Linked DNA regions of Hordeum vulgare: region 2 is linked to region 1. Evidence: chromatin contacts called from public Hi-C data. All regions are on one chromosome and are shown on one strand. The core of a region is the stretch at or near the end of the contact, and the rest is flanking DNA. Distances in the headings are between cores, read along the strand shown.

Region 1 (3,497 bases), core at 21-2,520:
CATTTCCGAACATAATAAGCATGACTCGAGACTTCAATAGGTCAATATCCTTTATTTCAACACATGTCATCCCATCAGTGTTTCTCTTTATCTTTTCCCACTCTCGTCAACGGTGGCCTTAGTGTTCATACCATCGCAAGACGTTTGAATGTTGTCATTCTTAATACGTCTCCCTCTTGGTGTAGGATGATAAATCTATTTTTCTGAGAGATTTTGGTACGGAGTGTATGCGTGGTTGTAGATATTTTTTCGTTTCACATCTTGATTTTACCGAAGTGTTCATTATCAATTCTGTCGGCGCCGGTATGAATGAAAGGCTGACCATACACTCTTGATTAAGGTTTAAATTGTTTCCAAACCGAATGTTGGAGCACAAACATTTTTTAAAAACTATATTTTTATCAAAACTTCGGAATAAACAGTGAAACACGAATATTTACTTAAAAATTTAACCAATTATTAAAACTTGAAAAAAAACTGAAGCTCCTAAACAAAATTTTAACATAGGAACAATCTTCAAATACAATAACATTTTTTGAATCTTCGAACTAAACTTGGAAACATGAACATTCTTTGAAATCGGCGAAATTTTTTGAAAAGAAATTATTTATTGAAATTCCCATTTTCTTACGAAAAAGTTGTGACAATTTTGAACAAAAACAAAAGGCAAAGAAAATTTTGAACATTTTCTGTGAAACTCAAAGAAATTAATCAGAAATGTCAATTTATTTTAAATTCCCAAACATTTGTTAAAATTAGCAAACATTTAACAAAATTGTGAAGATAATTTGAAAACAGGAAAAATGTATTGAATTAAGAACAATACTTCAAATTTCCAAACCATTTTTTAAAAAAGATAAAAATAAACATGAACAAAAAAAAGGAAAACCTCTCTCGAACTGAGCTACTTCTGCTTTTTCTAACAAAAAGTTCGAGTAGTTCAGTGAAAAAACGGTCAAGCTTTGTTCCATCCTACCTAGCTCCTCAAGATTGCACCCGCTCAATGCCTTTTTCATTGTCCGTTCTAAGATGGATTTGAACGACTCTCTCTGTTTGGATTTCGAGTCCAAAAGGCCCAGCGAAAAAGGATTTTCAGTCATATGCCCATGCGAGCGAGAACCATTAGAAGAGAACAAAAGGAAAAGGAAACTTGAAAAAAGAAAAGCTAAAATCAGAAGAAAGTCACGTTCCAAACTGGAACAAGGGAACTGGTCAAACGGTCCGGCCCAGTCGCTTCGCTAGTGTGCCTCGCTGTGCGACGCTGCCACAATTTGCCGCGACGAGCGGCTAATAGAGATTTCCAGACATAAGGGAGCTCCTTTACGGCGGTAGATGCTATATGACGCCCTTCTGCGTCTGATCGTCTCTCGTTCGCGGGAATCATTAGTTAGCAGGCGCTCCTTTCGGAGTTTCCGAGAGAGCACTCTTGCGTGTTGTTATTTGGCGCGTTTTCAACCGCCGCCACGTGTCACGTTTTGAGCGTTTCTTCGAAAATTCGTTTTATTATTACTAGCAAAAGAGCCCGTGCGTTGCAACGGGAGAGAAAATAACACGCACTCTTGATACAATAACCACGACTCAAGACCTTAATAAGTCCACGTCTTTTAGTTTCAAATGCCATCACATTTTAAGATCCCTCTCTCTGAGAAAAAATTCAGTACGTTCAGTATGCTTAGTTACAGAGAGATTATACGTCAACTCGATGCATACTTAATTAACAAATCAAGAAATCAAAGTATGAAAGAATATTGCGTGTAGGTATTCCAAACAATTTAAATTTATGTCATGTGAACTTATATTATTAATAAACATATAATAAGTAAGCATGGATATGATCTTACTTGCTGTTTCAAGTTGCATGGTCTGTGTCCTCCTCGGTGATGACCATAAATATTTGCATTATGATGAAAATAGCAAAGTGTGTTTTATTAATTAATGATAGCATATGCATAAAAGCATTATTTTTGTCTTGCTGATATAAGTGTTTGCATTTGTAATCCAAGTAAAATTTTAATTTGGTTGCAAACATATTAGACATCTTCATAAAAAACAATAAATTTATAAGTACATGCATGCCAAATGTTCAAGGTTGCATATCAACATCCATATACTTAAAAAAAATCATTAGCAAAACAGTTTTAAAAAATATGAAAAAACAAAGTTAAGCCATTGGTTTACGTAAAGTTTGTATAAGCATCATTGTTCAGTTTTTTATACGTTAGAAACACTTTTTTACGGAAAGAACTTGCACCAACTGATCAAACAAACTTACTCTTGCACGTCTATACTGCAGCGTGATTGACAGCAAACATAGAACTGTGCCCATGCCTGCACCTGCATTGATAGATAAATTGGGAAATCGAATTAGCATGACTGTTTCAAACAAGCAGCAGCATGGCTGCATGAGCGAAGAGATCCCAATTTTAGAAATAGAAGGATCAGTACATCTAATTATCAATTACACCTTTAGTGGTTGAATTTGTAAGTTGTAGCTGTGAAACTGAATCGATGTGGCGTGCTGCCCCTGTCGACTGCGAAGATCAGAACGAAAGGAGGCAGGGAGCGAGCCAGCAAGGGATGGATTCTTGGCGCCGTGCGCGCTGCCGTGCACACGCGCTATCATTGATCAGCCGGCAGCAACAACCGTGGCCTGCACTGCCGCGTGCCGCCGCCGCACTTCGCCGCCCCGCGCACCTGCGCTGTCGCGCGCCACCGCCTCCTGCCTCGCCACCCTGCCGCATGGTGCGTTGCGCCCGCCACCAGATCCGGCCCAGCTCGCCATGGACCCGGCCTCCCACGCGCCCCTCGGCCTCGCCTCCACCTCTGACCACCGCCGCGATGCTCGCCGGCGACGGACCGGCGTCCTCCTCAGCCAGATCGGGACCAGACCATCCTGATCCACCCCATCCCTCGACCGGTGGAGGACATTTTTTTTTGAGAAAATGAAATGTTTTTTTTCACTTAACGGAGGACCGCGAGTTGATTTTAAAAAACCAGGGGGGCTTTTTTGCAAAACCGCCACGACGGACGACAGAAACATTGTCTGCTTTATTATTAGGGAGAGATTATTCACACACGTTTTCGACGTTTTAGAATTGTTTTTTTTTTTGGTTTTGTAATGGTCGTTCTTAGTTTTTGGACAAAAACAATCAAATTGTTTTGACGAAAAAATACGTTTTTTTTTCACGAGAGGCACGGTTTGTTTTTGCGAGAGCCATTTTTTTGCTTCCGCAAGAGGCACGGTTGTGCCTCTTGAAAATGAAAAAAACGTGTTTTCTATCTTTTGGCGAGAGGCACGGTTTTGCTTTCCGCGAGAGGAACGGCCCTGCCTCTCGAAAAAAGAAAAAAAATGCATTTTTTGTTTTTTTGCAAGAGGCACGGTCGTGCTTCTCGGAAAGAGAAAAATGTGTTTTCTGTTTTTTTTGCAAGAGGCGCAGTTTTGCTTCCGCGAGAGGTACGGTTCTGCCTTGGTGACACGCACGCCCGTACCTTTTGAA
Region 2 (3,277 bases), core at 585-3,084, 220 kb after region 1:
TGATGAACGAATAATGAAATTCAATGAACATTTATTTGAATTAGATAAACAAATTATGAATTTGATGAAATTGTTAGAATATTATGAATATTCTTTGAACTTCATGAATGCATTTTTATTTTGATCAACAAACTCCGAATCTGAGAACATTTTTTAAATTTTATTAGATAAGTTTAATATGACTAAAATTTCAAAAAAAAATATGATTTTCGAATATGATTTTTTTTATTCTATTGGACACATTTTAAGTTCAATGAATACAAATGTTCATGAATTTGAAAAAAAGTTCAAATATCAATTTGGAAAAATAGATAAAGGCAAAATAAAAATAAAATCTAAACTCGAAAAGGAAAACAATGAAAATTAAAAGAGAAAAAGAAAGGGGAAAAGAGAGAAAAAATCATTAAAAAAACCGTTTTGGTGTGATCACCCGTTTTGGTACTAACCAGGAATGTCCTATTCGCTGCTCTGTACCGAGCGGGGAGGATAGCGATTTTAAATGAATTGGTCCATTTAGCGAGTTGGAGCGTCTCTATTTTGGCAGTCTTCCAAGCCGGTTTTCTTCGGTTTTGGAAAACTTCTAGAAGATTCTCTGACCTGGTTTTTTCTTTCTGTTTCTGTTTTAAAAAATGTTCTAGATTATCAAAAAACGATTTTGGATTTTTCTAAAATGTTCATTTTTTCAAAAAATGTTCTTAATTTTTAAAAAATGTTTTGTATTTTCCAACAATATTCTCGATTTCAAAATTGTTTTTAAGATTCAAATTTGTTCTCGGTTACAAAACAAATTCTTAAGATTTAAAAAATGTTTGTGCTTTAAAAAATTGTACGTGGTTTCTAAATATTGTTCTCCGTTTTATAATTTTATTCTCAAGATTCAAAAAATGTTTTTGCTTTAAAATAAACACGCTTCCAAATTTGTTCAGCACTTTTCAAAATTGTTCTCGATTTGAAAATTTGTTCTCAAGATTCAAAAAATGTTTGTGCTTTAAAAATTTGTTCACTCTTTCAAATTTGTTCTCAAGATTCAAAAAAAATTTGTGCTTTAAAAATTTGTTCACTCTTTCAAATTTGTTCGGAGTTTTTCAAAATTGTTCTATGTTTCAAAATTTAGTTCTCAAAATTCAAAGAAATGTTCGTGATTTCAAAAATTGTTCGCGCTTCCAAATTTGTTCGGGTGTTTTCAATATTGTTCTCCATTGAAAAAAATCGAGATTTAAAACTGTTTGTTCTTTAAATAAAATTCGTGCTTTCAAATCTGATCAGGATTTTTCAAAATTTTCCTCGGTTCCAAATCTTCTTCTCAAGATTCAAAAAATGTTTGTGCTTTAAAAATTTGTTTGCGCTTTCAAATTTGTCTGGGATTTTTCAAAGGTATTCTCGGTTTCAAAATTCTATTCTAAAGATTCAAAAAATGTCCATGCTTTAAAAAAAATTGTTCGTGCTTCCAAATTTGTTCATGGTTTTTCAAAATTGTTCTCGGTTTCAAAATTTGTTCTAAAGATTTCAAAAAATGTTCAGGCTTTGTAAGTTTGTTCACGCTTTAGCTTTTGTTTTCCTTTTACAAAATGTTCATGTTTTAAAAAATGATGAGAAATTCAACAATGATTAGTTTTCAGAAAAAACGATAAAAGGAAAAAAATAAAAAAGGAAAAATTACAGTAAATAAAGGAAATAAGCAGAAAAGGAAAAAAGAAACAGAAAAAAAGAAAAACAATATTAGGGCAGGCCAGTCGGTGACAAGACTGTACGTCCGAAGGACTCCCTGCCCCAGAATGCGGCAGGTAGGAGCGGACGCCCGTGCTAAATAGGATACACAAATTCTCTCCAGGAGAACGTAAGGGGAACTCCTAGTCGGCGTCTTAAACGCTGGCTAGGAGAACCAGCGCTCACACGCACTGCATAACAGGCTGGCCCAGTCTCAGGGCGTATTTTTATGAAAAAGTAAAAAGCAAAAAAAAAACCGAACATAAAAGGTTCATAAAAGTGAAAAATGGTTCACAATTTCGAAACAAAAAGTTTATGAATTTGGAAAAACTCACCGTGATCTGAAAAAATAGTTTACAAATTTTTAATAAGTTCATGGATTTTGAAAATTAGTTAATAAATTTGAAAAAAGTTTTGATATGTTCGTTGAACTGAAAAAAAATCACAAATCTTAAAAAAAGTTTATCATTCTTGAAAAAAGTTCATACATTTCAGAAAAAAAGTTCACTAAATCTAAAAAAAGTTCATCATACTTTGGAAAAAGTTCATCGATATTCAAAAAAATTCATTAACTTTTCATAAAAAAATCGTAAAATTCAGAAAAGGGTTTGTTGATTTGGAAAAATATTTGTTCGTTTGAAAAGAAGTTAATCAAAAATGGCTGTTTTTCTGGAAAAAATGAAAAATTATATAAACATGAAAATGAAAATGAAAAAGTTATAAGAAGAGTAAAGAAAAAAAAGACAAACCGAAGAAAACCAGTCCTGAAAAATCCTAAATGAAAAACCCATCTAGGAAGCTTCCAGAACCTTCATAAAAACGGAAAACCACCCCCTTCCGATGGGCCGGGCCAAGACCTAATGCTGCAGGCGTCGGTTCAGAAAATTCACTTTAACCGATGCCTGCAGCGCAAATAGGATTTGTCGAACGTAAGCACATTGTTGGATATTCTGCCGCGTTTCTTGCTTATACCTATTGCGAGATGCACTGCGGCCATATTTCGCATTCAGCAGGACCGTAGATTGTCATGCTCCAGTGTCTACAGTTTTCAGGATGGCTCATTTCTGATCATATATGCATTTAATATACAGTTTTCAGGATGCACTGGTGGAGAGTACATTTTGAATAACTAATTAAAAATTAAAATAGTTCATAATTATTTTTAGATTACTTGACTTTGTTTTTCATTAATATTTAAATTTTTATGAAAAAGAAAGCAACATTGACTTCTGGACAAAAAAGACAAAATTTATTTATTATTATAGGTTATTATTCATACTATTTTGACCAACAAAAAGAAATCAAAGTGTAATTTTCCTTTTATGAATTTTTTCTCACAAATACCGTGAAAGGTCAAGTTTATTTTAAAATATTTTCAGAATTTCTTAACTTTTTGTTAAATTGCTAAAAGAATTATATATAGGATGTATATACATCTAGAAACAAAAAGTTCCATCCGTACATAGTGAGCGTTACTATGAATTCTGTAAACGGACGCCTGAAGCCCTCCAAGCTAGGTCTCCCTAACAACCGTGACTGTTCTAAAAACAAACTTGCTCTAGCTAACCTG

Evidence for each region. A called contact is a pair of places that touch in the nucleus more often than the background predicts.
Region 2: a contact with region 1 is called in a Hi-C map of leaf, with 5 times the contacts expected there. The contact joins two enhancer-like sites. A contact is called at or near these places in 3 of 6 Hi-C or Micro-C datasets (leaf and seedling).

What each region holds. Positions count from the first base shown.
Region 1 is chr4H:559,883,016-559,886,512 of MorexV3_pseudomolecules_assembly, forward strand. It overlaps the pseudogene LOC123447034. Among protein-coding and RNA genes, the nearest start is that of LOC123449510, 44 kb to the right of the region's middle. Within about 2 kb of position 1,271, at least 2 of the 3 cell types and tissues checked have open chromatin away from gene starts, as enhancers often do. A contact at or near this core is called in leaf, where this site is marked.
Region 2 is chr4H:560,099,202-560,102,478 of MorexV3_pseudomolecules_assembly, forward strand. No RefSeq gene overlaps it. Among protein-coding and RNA genes, the nearest start is that of LOC123447036, 39 kb to the left of the region's middle. Within about 2 kb of position 1,835, at least 1 of the 3 cell types and tissues checked has open chromatin away from gene starts, as enhancers often do. A contact at or near this core is called in leaf, where this site is marked.